Regions from separate parts of the Gossypium hirsutum genome. Here region 1 is linked to region 2. A link is a contact called in public Hi-C data. All regions are on one chromosome and are shown on one strand. The core of a region is the stretch at or near the end of the contact, and the rest is flanking DNA. Distances in the headings are between cores, read along the strand shown.

Region 1 (6,324 bases), core at 2,860-5,359, 290 kb before region 2:
TGGAAGTGTACTTGAATCTATTGTTGGAGATTGCCTAAAGGATTTTGATCTTCCAAGAAAATAGTTTATCTCTTAGTATAACTCTCTGACGAGAATGGAAAAGAAGTACGAAATATATATATATATTTCTTGAGGACCACTACCTCTTTTTTAATAACTGATTATTAAATCAAATTTTGAGTATTTATAATTTGGCCACTCATTAAATTGCCAAATTATAAATACAACTTATGCTATCTACACATTATTTTCATGACACTTATAATATAATTGGTCACTTAATTTTGTATTACACTTTAAAATAGCATTATACTTGTACATATGTGTCCATAACTGAAGATTTTAACCCAATAATATCCCACTTGGACAATATATATGTTTCCTGATAAATGTACAACCTTATAAGCTAAAAATTTGCTATCATATAACAGGTATTGTATAACAATCTCACCCATCAATTATATTCATATAGGATCAAAATAGTCTTTGTCATATTAATCATGACTAAACTCATCAATCGTCTCATATACAAATATAGTCAAATGACATAGATCAATCATAGATGCATAGTATGAAAATTACATGTAATGTGAATTAGACATGCCTATTTTCAACTGATTCTTCTTAAACTTAAGCGAGGCTAATATCAAATAGAGTGAATAAACTGAATATTTCATTTCTGATTAAAAAAATAGAATACATAAATGTTTGAAAACAAACATAAAGCAAATAAAATACAAACTCCCGCTAAACCATGATGTCCTCAAATAATATAACACATATGAGCAATGTGCTCATGAAAGGCCTTGAGTGATAAACCTTTTGTCAGCGGATCCGCTATCATAGAGTTTGTCTCAGTGTGCTCTATGGATATTTGTCCATTTTGCACTCTTTCTTTCACAGTTAGGAGCTTTATGTCAATATATTTCGACTTAAATGAGCTCTTATTATTGTTAAAATGCAACATCGCTGACTTATTATCATAAAATAATTTGAGTGGTCTTTTTGCATTCTTCAAAATGTGCAGCCCAACGACAAAGTTCCGCAACCATATTCTATGATTTGATGCCTTATAGCATGTTACAAACTCTATTTCCATAGTAGAAGAAGCTACAAGTGTTTTTTTGACACTTTTCCAGAATATAGCTCCTCCAATTAACAAGTAAATATAGCTTGATGTAGATTTCATCCTATTTTAGCACCCAACAAAATTAGAATTTGAATACTCTACGACTTTCAAATGATCTGATATATTATAATTGAGCATGTAATCTTTTGTTCTCTATTTATAAAAAAATTTAAAATAATTTTCAAAAATTTAAAATAAATTTTAAAATTAAAATGTTTGTAAAAATTCTAAAATTTATATTTTTAAAAATATATACAAAATTTTAAAAAATCTAAAGAATATATAAATTTTTTGAAAAAAAATAAATTTTTAAAATTATAATTTTAGGACCTAAATAAGTTAATTAATGATTCATGTTTATTCTTTTTATTTTGCTTTGATTTTTTTTAAATATATATGATTTTAAATTTATGTGCTTTAGCATGTAATTAGTTATACTGCAATAAAATTTTGATTTGACATGTTTAACTTTTTTAATTTAACTTGAATAATTTAACTCGATTCGATTCAACTTTAATTTCATTCCATTAGATCCAATTAAAAAAAAATAAATTGAGTTAAGATGATAAAATAAGATTCGTCAACTCGATTAACTTAAAAATTTTTCACTCAATTTGATTGAATGCTCACATTGTTAGTTTATTTTTCCAAATATAAAACCTGAAAATTTTTATTTATAAGATGATTTAAAGTAATTATTTATGTTGACATTCCTAATCTGAACCGTCCAATCCCCACGGTTGCTGATTCTCCAATCAGAATATTACATCATATTATATACCAGAGATATGGTGTGAATGGGTCTTACATGTTATGCCCTAAAAGCCAATATATGTAAGAGGCAACCATGCTCCATCTCTCCAAGTGGTGGGCGGGCGAAACTGATGAGAGCCCAGTTCTGGTGATTTTTTTTTCTTCTTCTTCATCTTTTTCAATATTTCTTTAAATTTATGTTTGGGATAATACTATTGCACTAATTACCTAGGCATAATGAACAATATTCCTGATTATTTGCCTAATATCAAAGGTGCAAAACTGAAGAAAGGGATCCGCTTTGCAGCATTAACTTTAAATCCATGTTTTTGCTGTCAGTAATGCCCCCTTACAATCATTTTCTTCCAGATTCATTAACTAATCTTTAATTTTTACAAACGAATCTGCTTTTTTCTTTTTCAATCCTTCTGGTGATTGTTTTGTTTGGATTTCAAGTTTCATATATCTCATCAAAATAGGATGGGTGAAGAGATTCTTTCGCTGAAATTAGAAAACTAGTTTGAATTAATTTTGGTTCGTTTCATAGTTTCTTGAGAAAACAAAAGAAAATAATAACCAAGGAAGAACAATAATCAAATTCCGTAAAAGGGAAGGCATAGAATGAAAAAAAAAATGAAATTGAATTCTAGATAGTGTTATAATTTGATGAATTTGTTTTTGGTCGGAACAAAACTCGATTTGATTAAAAGTAAAAATTTAAGTTTTAAGTAAATCGAATTAAGTTACTGAAATTATTCAAGTTAATTTGAGATTTAAGTTTTAGTGAGTTTTTTTAAAATAATAATTTTGGAATTTAAATAAATTAATTAATGAGTTAAGCTTATCTATGTTTGATTTTTTAAGCTAACTTGAACAGTTTTACTAGATTTAAAAAAATTAAATCGAATTAGGATGATAAAATATTACTTATTAATTTAATTAACTCGAAATTTTAAGTTTATATTATGTGAATTATGAAAAATTGTATAATTAAATAATATATATTATAATTTATGTTACACAAATATTACACTATATGTAATAATTTTGTAATTGGAGAAGGATTCTTGTAACTGAAATCTTGTAAGAAATTTGTGTAACGAGTAATATATATTGTGATTTGTGTTACAATGTATTACAATACAAGTAATAAATATTGCAATGGGGTACTATATGTTATAAAATCACAAAATTTTATGGAAGTTGTTGAAGTACAAAATATATTATGTAGGTGATAAGAAATTGTGTAATCCGATAATATATATTGTAATTTATATTACGAGGAAATTTATTGTTACAAAATATATTATTTGTTTAAGTTTATTTTTGATGTGAAATAAAATTTATAATTTTTAAAGAATTTTTTATTAATGCTCATTAAGTATTGTAATTTCAAATTAGTCATGTGATATTGTGTTTTTTACTTCGAGTACCATATCATCACATTTTAATGATGTTACAAAGGTACTATAGTATGTGGCGAATTTCAAATTTAAATATTGCTTAGGTTAAAGTAGTGTGAGGAAACATGAATCCCAAGCATAAACTATAAAATAGACATGTATAATATAAAAAAGAATAACGTGAGGGCAAAATATCTATAAAATAGATCGAAGAAAGATGCTATACAACTTGTAGATGTTATACCTTCAAAATATGTAGGTGTCTAGGGTGTAGAAAGTAATTTACTATGTTATGTTTGTTATGTTTGGTTGGAGTATTATTATTTTTATTGAAATTTATTCTTTTTTTTGTTATAATGATTTTAATTTTTATTACATTTAAATTTTTTTTATATCGTATTTGTATTATTTACAAATTCAGTAAAATTTTCACATATAAAAAAAACTTGTGTCATGTTTTGTAATAATTTAATTTTAAATTATTTAAATAAATTTTCATATTAATTTAATTTGGAGAAAATTATTTCATTTTTAATTATTATTTTTGAATAATCTGATATGTTCTGATCATATTTATTCTTTTTAAGATAATGTCTAAAACTACTTATAGCCTTTCCTCAACACATAAATAGGAGGATAATGCGTTTCAGCACATTCAAACTTATGTGTATTAATAATAATAACCATGCCAATCGAGCTCAGATTCAATTGATTTTTTCTAATTATTAAATACTTGTTTTAAAAAAAATTAAATTAAAATAAGTTTAAAATAATATAATTTATTTTAATTAATGAAAGATTATATTATCAAATAAAAAAACGTAGGCTATCACACGGTCTCATTTCATGCGGAACTCCAAAAACGACATGTAAATGATAAGAAAACGACCAAACGACAGGTGCATCAACCGCCATCAACATTCATCAACGACCTTTTGGTCACAATGCGTAAACCTCCGATCCTTAAAGCAAATCCATGGTTTTCTCATCACCAAAGGCTTCAACTCCAACCCGTCAGCCTTACGGGAGCTCATTTTCAAGGCCGCCATGGAAATTTCAGGTACTTTAAACTATGCTCATAAAGTGTTCGATAGAATTTCTGAACCAGATATTTTCATGTGGAATACAATTATAAGAGGCTCAGCTCAAAGCCAAAACCCATTAAAAGCCATTTTAAGATATACCCAGATGGCAAAACGCGGAATTCAGCCGGATGGCTTTACCTTTCCTTTTGTCCTTAAAGCTTGCACCAAACTTTGTTGGAGTAAAATGGGGTTTGGGATTCAAGGGAAGGCTTTGAAAATGGGGTTTTTGGAGAATAGTTTTTTAAGGAATACCCTTATTTATTTTCATGCTAATTGTGGTGATTTGAGTGTTGCAAGTGAGCTTTTCGATGATTCGGCAAAAAGGGATGTTGTGCCTTGGTCAGCTTTGACTTCAGGGTATGCAAAAAGAGGGGAACTTGATGTGGCAAGGAGGTATTTTGATGACATGCCAGTGAAGGACTTGGTTTCTTGGAATGTTATGATTACAGCATATGCGAAAAGAGGGGAAATGGAGAGTGCAAGGAAACTTTTTAATGAAGTTCTGAAGAAGGATGTTGTGACTTGGAATGCTATGATTGCAGGGTATGTTCTGTCCGGTGAATGTAAGAAGGCATTGGAGATGTTTGAAGAGATGAAGACTGTCGGGGAGAGGCCAGATGAGGTTACCATGTTGAGTTTGTTGAATGCTTGTGCGGATTTGGGGGATTTGCAAGTTGGGATGAAGATACATTGGTCTCTCTCGGAGATGTTCTCAAGCAGTGGCTTTAATGTTTTACTTGGGAATGCACTTATTGACATGTATGCAAAATGCGGCAGCATTGGGAGGGCACTAAAAGTTTTCCGAGATATGAGAGAAAAAGATGTGTCGACATGGAACTCAGTAATAGGAGGGTTGGCAATTCATGGCCATGCTGAGGAATCAATCAATCTGTTTACCGAGATGAGGAGGTCCAAAGTTAGGCCAAATGAGATCACCTTTGTTGGAGTCTTAGTTGCTTGCAGTCATGCTGGGAGAGTAAACGAGGGTCGTCAATATTTCAAGCTTATGAGAGATGGTTATAACATTGAGCCAAATATAAGGCATTACGGGTGTATGGTGGATATGCTAGGGCGTGCTGGGCTATTGGATGAAGCATTCAAGTTCATAGACTCGATGGTGATTGAACCGAATGCCATCATATGGAGGACTCTGCTTGGGGCTTGTAGAATTCATGGAAATGTCGAGTTGGGAAGGCGTGCAAATGTGAGACTACTCAAAATAAGACAGGATGAGAGCGGAGATTATGTATTACTTTCGAATATATATGCTTCAGAAGGCGAGTGGGATCGAGTTGAGAAAGTAAGGAAGATGATGGATGACACTGGGGTAAGGAAAGATCCTGGTTATAGCCTAATTGAAGCTGAAGAAAAGGCTCTCATAGACTTTTTATTTAATTCAAAATCCAAAGTAAGTTTAAGACCAAAGAATCTTGTGCAGTGATTAGGTGACAAATTGCTTTAAAGCCTTCACGTTTTAGTTAGGCATGATAGTTCCCGTTAATCATCCTTAAGGAGTCAACATTGTCAGGATGTAAACAATATATATGTGCTTCCAACTTACTTTGCTTTGGTGCGAAATAACCCAAATTTGGCTTCATTTTTGTTGAGTCGAACTTGAGTAGCTCAAGCTATCATGCTAGTTGAATTAAAGTATTTTAATTTTTGAATTTATATGGACTTTGATCTGTTTATAAATCATATTATATGGATTTTGATAGATTTGTGTATGGGTGTCATGTATGTGTTCTGTTTTTTCTTGCAAGTCTTTTAGCATCCATTTATTTACAAATAATAAAATGAAAGGCTTTAAGGTTACTTCATTTGGGATTATGGACATCCATAATATATAATTTATAACATTACTATTAATTTCATATTTTTATTTAAATTTAAATACATTTATTATAATTATTAATAGTAATTCAAGTCAAAGTCAGTACAATTTGAATTTAAA
Region 2 (6,946 bases), core at 526-3,025:
TAGTCCAAAGCACATTTTTTTGGTGTTATGTGTTGGAAAATATGGATATCACATATATAATAAGGGTAATTACATGTTATTATTTACTATCATGATAGGTTAATCCAAATTAAAAGTCATCTAGTTTGGTTAAAATTTTATTGGGCTTTAATTATTAGATAAAGTATGGGTCAAATATGTGTAGATACTCTAGTAATTGAGTTCTAATTAAATTCTAATTAATGATGGGCTAATTAGGAATTAGAACTAATATGTCAATGTTATAAATATTAGGGCTATGGTCCTCAAATTACTCACAAGATATCTTTTCTAATATCTTATCCTTAGCAAAAAGAGAACAAATATTCTCTAAATTTCTTATTTGTTAATTTGGAGTATCAAATCTCCAAGATCCGTAGATTTTAAGGAATTCATGGATTCAGGTACACTTCCGCATCTAGTTTTGTTCTTGATTTATTTTTTATTATTTGACATGATAGATCCTAGTTTATTAAGTTTTATTTCATATTTATTTTACAAATCTAACATTATGATAGCATGTGAGCTCATTGGAAAGGGTGAGATCATGGTCATGGTTTATCATTACCGTCGTTAGATTTCTTCTTCTTAAAGATGATTCAAATGTTGATGAAGCCACCATTAAAATCTTCATATTACAAATAAACCAAAAAAAAAATTGGTGCCACCATAGAAGATTTTTAAAATCGGACTAGTAATCGAATTAAACAATTTTTTTTTTCAATCTATTTGATCCAATCAAATGGTTTTATCCAATTCTAAAAAAAAGTAATTAAATTCGATTTTTCAATTTTTCATTATATATTTTTTAAAATTCATTAATATTATGAAAAAAAAATCTAGTTTGGCAATTAATGTTCCACATATTGTTAGCCCTACAAACTAGTTGTCCCCAAACGTGATAGGTTATGTTTGAGGATAGGTTATGGAAAAAATGGACCCAATGGCCCCAACCTATATAAAATTTGTTGACTATACAAGACATTAATGCCAAATCCAAGTAAGATGGTGCTGGACATTTTTTTTTTAATTAATCTATATGTACATCATAATATTTGAATTCATAAGAGATAATTGCAATAGATATTTTTAAAATATGTTTTTTTATTTTAAATTAGTCTTTAAATTTCAAAATACTTTTAATAACATTTTCAAATTATCAAGTTATAATCAATCATATCTTTTCATTATTAAAATATTTATTTAATCATTAAATGACATAATAAATTTTATTTGACATATACCTAACATAATTTAAAATTAAAATAAAAAATAATATATTGTCGTACAACTTTTAAAAGTAAAAATTAAAAATAAAATAAAACAGAAAAAAGAGATTCAGTATTTATTTTTCTTTAAAATAAAGTAAAACAGAAAACCTCAAAACCAGATTTTTAAGACATGCATTTTTACAATATTCATTGTTTTTTTAAAAGAAATTCATTTTAGGTTATGCTATATAAGATTTAACATCTCATTTAACGGTTGAATTAACAATTTAAAAACAAAAAAAAAACCTTATTGATATAATATTTATAATTTAAAAATGTAATTAAAATGTTTTAAAATTTGATGACGAATTTAAAATTTAAAAAATTAATTTAAAAATATCTGAGGAATTACATGTGTAACCTTATCTAAAGAGTTCCATGTGCACATTATTCAGTTGCATGTGTTCCTATTAATGTGGCTACCGACCATAATTGGGACTTTACTATTGCTTAACATTGAATCCACCATTGACTCATTCCTTTCCAATTTCCCCTATAGAATAAATGAATCCATTAATTACCAAAAGGTGTTGGGCCTCACCTGCTGTATGTGGTCTATGTCTCTATTTCTATTATATAAATTTTATTTTTGTAATTTTACGTTGGAGACAGCATTATTCGGTTATAATCGATTTAATCGACAATTCAATTAAATCGACTTTGAGTTCGGTTTAGGTGATCGGTTATTAATTATTAAAATTACTAATTTGTATTTATTATTTTTAATTTATAATAATATAATTTAAACTGTTTAAATCTAAATCTAAAGCGAAATTATTCAACTCAACCCATAAATACTAGCCCAAACATTTTTATTTTTTACGTACTCTAAACCCAACCAACTTAAGTTCATTGACCCAAACAATTAAAAAAATATAGATATTTACAACTTTCACCTTTCAAAATAAAATTTTAAGCTTTGTTGTATTAAAAAAATTAATATTGTACAATAGACAAAAATGAAATTTAAAAAAATTTAAATTGATTAATTCGATTAATCCCTAAACCAACCGCCACTGAATTAACCAATATGAAATCGATTAACGACGTTTTAATTGTTGAATTCGATTATTTTATATTCAATTAAATTTAAAAAATTAATCGAATCAATCGAAACAATTGAATACTAACCTTAATTTTTGTGTATATCTCCTCTTTATATGGTATGTTATATTTAATAAAAGAAAAAATTCAATAAGTAAAGTGGTAAAATACTATAATTAAACTTCATCTTCAATTTTTAAAATCTTGTTTTATAGTTATTTTATTTAAACATTTCATATAAAAATAATTAATGAAAAAAACATGATTATTTAAAAATATTATATAATTTTATTAACAGAATTGATATCGATTTAACTTGTGATATTAATTCAGTTAATTACATTCTATATAGTTTAGATATTTATATCGTATTCAAATTATTGCAATATTTTTTTTAATTTTGTGTTTGCAGGGACTTCATTAAAAGAAATTAAAATGAAGTTCTACATATCAATTTATAAGTCAAACTAAGTGGCTTATTTTCATAACCTATTTAGCGGTTGAACTGATTAGACCATCGATTTTTTATTATATCGATTTACTGTTTAACAATATAAAATAATTATTATCATTAAAAAAACACTTTAAAAGAGAAAAAGAAAACCTTCAAATAAAAGTAGAACCAGACTTTGAGTTTATAAATCACAATGAAGCCCATGAATTTTAGGCCCATAACAAAAAGAAAGTAAATTAAGAAAACTTAAGAAAAATCTTTTCATACATCTCAGTTTCAATTTCCCATAAGTTTTTTTCAAGTGCTAATTTTAGCAGAGAGGATAAGAAAACAAGTGCTAATTTTTTCAAGATGCTGAGTTTGATCTCATTATCTTGAGTGCAGAGACATGGTGTCACAAAAGCTTCAAGTGATTTAGGGAAAAAGATGTTTTCTTGTATGGTTTAGGTTAAAATATTTGGTTCAAGAAAAAAAAACAGTTCAACAATTCGCGGTTTAACTACGATTCACGCAAGTTTACAGGTTAATTGCTTTTTCTTTTTACTTTGAATTGATATATCAACCGATTATTAATTTGATTGGTCGATTCGATCTGATTTCAACAATCATGGTGAAACCTCTTGATATTGGTAAGAAATGGACCTCTTGAGACCTCTCACCCATCTCAATGTATGATATGAATGAGAGGTGTCGTTCTTTTGTGAAAATACTTCTCCATGTCATGTTCTTATACTTTAAAGTCAATTTGATTAATTTTTTAAAGGTTTGGAAATGGTTTGGTAAACATGTTAGGTCAAAGTACAATTGAGGAACTAATCAACATTTTCTTATTTCAACCGGTTAAAAGAAACTAACTTTGAAAAACGTCTAAATAATAATGTGTAATTAAAATAAAATCATCTTGAGGGTTTAGAAATTTGTTTAAAATAATTTAGAAGTGTTTTATAAACAGTTGGAAGTGTTTGGGATCAAAATCGAGCCTCAACGAGTTCAAAATACTCAAAATAGTGCAATGGGTACCTCTTAGAATCATATCAATACCTAAAATACTAAGTGTCGACACCCAATCTCAAGGTACTGATACGTAGAACTATGTACAGGCACCTAGGCACTTTTATTCTAGATTTTTGTATTTTGTTTGCACAAGTGCCGATACCTAAATTAAGGGACCGAACCCTAAGCATGTGGAACCAAAAATTAATTCAAAAATACTTAAAAACATGCCTAAATACTTCCAAAACATATCAATATGCCCTAAGAAATTATAAAACAAAACTTACATCCATTTAAACTCAAAATCAAATGTGAAAACATATTCAAACTCAAATAACATATCAAGGGCTTTTTATTTCAATCAAATTGTAGTTATAAATATATCCAAATTAGTCCTGATGTACATGACATGACTTAAAACAACATTACAGTTATGTGATGCTCCCTTGGTGGAAATCCAAGCTCCTCAACATTGTCTTAAACTTGCTGGTTTTAAACTATTAATAGTTTGATGAATTCAGTAAATACGCAAATATAAAAAAATACTAATTTAATTCGATTAACAAGCTGCGAAATACAAAAATTATCATAATAAAATATGAAAAGTAAAATACAACAAAAAATTTAAATAATTAAAAGTATATCACAAAACAAATATAATAATACATCAAATTTTAACTAAAATGATTTATTAATTTCTAAATAATTATATAAATTTATATTACTTTACACATCAAAAAGTAATTAGAACACGATACAAATACCGATTTTAAAAAAAATTGAATCACCATGATAAATTGTGCAAAAATATATTATGGATTAAGACCTGATATGAACAGATAAATTATTCTCAAAATTAAATCATAATAATAAATTATGAAAAACAAGATATAATATGAAAAATTAAAGAAACATGACTCACATTCACCAACTTGTCAAATTTTACATAAATCAAAATATAAATTTATATGTATAATATATAAAAATTTGTTATATAAATCTATAATATTTTTAAAAACATAAAAAACAAATATTAAAAAGATATTTTCAATAATTTTATATCACATCAATATTTTTACTTTGAATTTCAATATTTTCGGGAATTTTGTATATTTAATATGTTTTTATTGCGTGGCGATCATGCTGCTTATAAATACCATACAAATTATTAATTTTTCTTTACTTTTATTATTTTAATCATTTTTTCAAATAAAATTTCAGTTTAATTAAAAATAAAAATATTTTCTAACAGTAAAAAAAAAAGAATGTTTCTACTTTAAAATTATAATTATTATATTGATTTTAAAGATTTATTTATTAATATATTAATTGTGATATTTTAATAATATATTTATTTATTAATATATAAATTGCAATAAAATAAGAATTATCATAATTTCATAGAAATTGAGATTAAAAAATATTAAAAGAATTAAACTTGTCCATAAAACAAATTTTATAACAATAATATTTGTTATTAATATTATATTCCATCAACCAAACATCAAAATTTTACAATACAGATAAATGAACCAAACAAAATAATGCAACATATTTAACATTTCACTTTATACTTTTACATTCTCATAATTCTATTAGTGAAAGTAGTTTTACATTTTTTGAATTGAATATACTCTAAAACCAATCAAAGGTAGCCTTTTTTATCGCAGATAAAATTGTGGATAGAAAAAAAAGTTTGAATACTAAATTAGGACAAAAAATTCATAAATATTAAAATGAAGAGAAGTAATAAGTTAAGGGTCAAATATGTATTTAATGGTGTTGCAAAATGGTATCAAAATAAAAGACGGAAAACAAATTCGAATATCAAGTTGAGACGAAAAAAGACCGTAAGTACTGATATGAGAGAAAGTGAGAAGCTTAAGTGTCAAATATGCATTTAAACCTTTTTCTTATCAACCCATTATTTGGGTTCTTTAATTTTATTTTCTCGGTCAATGTGAGCATTTATCTGGGATTTTTTTTTTAATTATGTCCAATGGATTGCAGCAAATCAAGTGAAATAATTTTGAATTGATTGAGTCGATTGATTGAGTCGATAAGTATTATTTTAATATTTTAATGTGATTTGAATATTTTTCGAATTGAGTTAATTGAAATAAAATTTAAATTGAGTCAAGTTAAGTTGAATAAATTTGTTCAAGTTAAAGTAAGAAATTCAAACTCGTCAAATTGAAATCTAGTTAAAATTATGACTAAATTCCAAGTTAATAAGAGAGAGAAAAAAAATGATTTAGTATGATAAACTTGATTTGATAATTTACTTGTTCAAGGTCTCAAATTTATCATTTTAATTTTAAAATTTAATATCATATATATATATTATTACAAAATTCTTGAATTTTAATGTATTCACTCTATAAAAATTTGACATGTGACAAGAAAAAGAAGAAAACATTTGCAGAGGAGGAATTTAAAACATATAGCTCTCGTCATTTTTATATAATTTTTAATGATATTTTGCAAATTATATTTTATAACAAATCTTTCCAATCTACTTACATTTTTATATAATTTTTAATGGTATTTTATAAATTATATTTTAGAACAAATCTTTCCAATCTACTTATATTTTATATTTTTGCTAATTTTTTAAAAAATTTATAATAAATCCAGCAACATATTTAAAAAAATATAATATATTTAATATTTCATAATAAATCCTCCAACATGTTTTTGATATTTTATTTTTTTTAAAGCAATGTCTTTTGTTTTTCCTAACAATTTTTAACAAAATTAAAATTACTTTTTAAAAAATTAAAAAGTATGCCTAATTATGTATTGCATATGGATATAAGAAACGAATATTTAAATAATAACAAAAATTCAGATAAGATAGTCCACAATTGGATGCATTGATATCAGTTTGTCAATTTATAATCCCAACAACGACCATCTCATTCTTTAATTCAAGACAAGCAGAAAGAGATGCCAAAATTTCTGAGAAAAAAAAAAGCATACTTACAAGTCAGTATCAGTTTCACCAATAAGTATGGATATGAAGTCCCAAAAGTTTAACACTATAAGTATATGAGTTTTGTACAAAATATCAACGCTGCTAAAAAAAAAAAAACCCATGCGTTAGGGGCATTGATGGGGTTCTGAGGAAGACTTACTTTGGAATACAAGACGGATCGAAAGGAGG

The links. Hi-C and Micro-C count contacts between places; a contact is called where the count stands out from the background.
Region 1: a Hi-C map of leaf shows a contact between it and region 2, with 1.9 times the contacts expected there. The contact joins the promoter of LOC107955508 here to the enhancer-like site in region 2.

What each region holds. Positions count from the first base shown.
Region 1 is chrA07:94,718,101-94,724,424 of Gossypium_hirsutum_v2.1, reverse strand. It overlaps LOC107955508 (pentatricopeptide repeat-containing protein At5g15300), which reads left to right and starts at 4,109. Exons shown (of 1, transcript XM_016891299.2): 1 at 4,109-6,087. The coding sequence starts at 4,159. The coding sequence ends at 5,811.
Region 2 is chrA07:94,427,475-94,434,420 of Gossypium_hirsutum_v2.1, reverse strand. It overlaps LOC107955425, which reads right to left. Exons shown (of 12, transcript XM_016891213.2): 12 at 6,627-6,946. The coding sequence ends at 6,914. Among protein-coding and RNA genes, the nearest start is that of LOC107955425, 8.4 kb to the right of the region's middle. Within about 2 kb of position 1,775, at least 4 of the 9 cell types and tissues checked have an H3K27ac peak or open chromatin away from gene starts, as enhancers often do. A contact at or near this core is called in leaf, where this site is marked.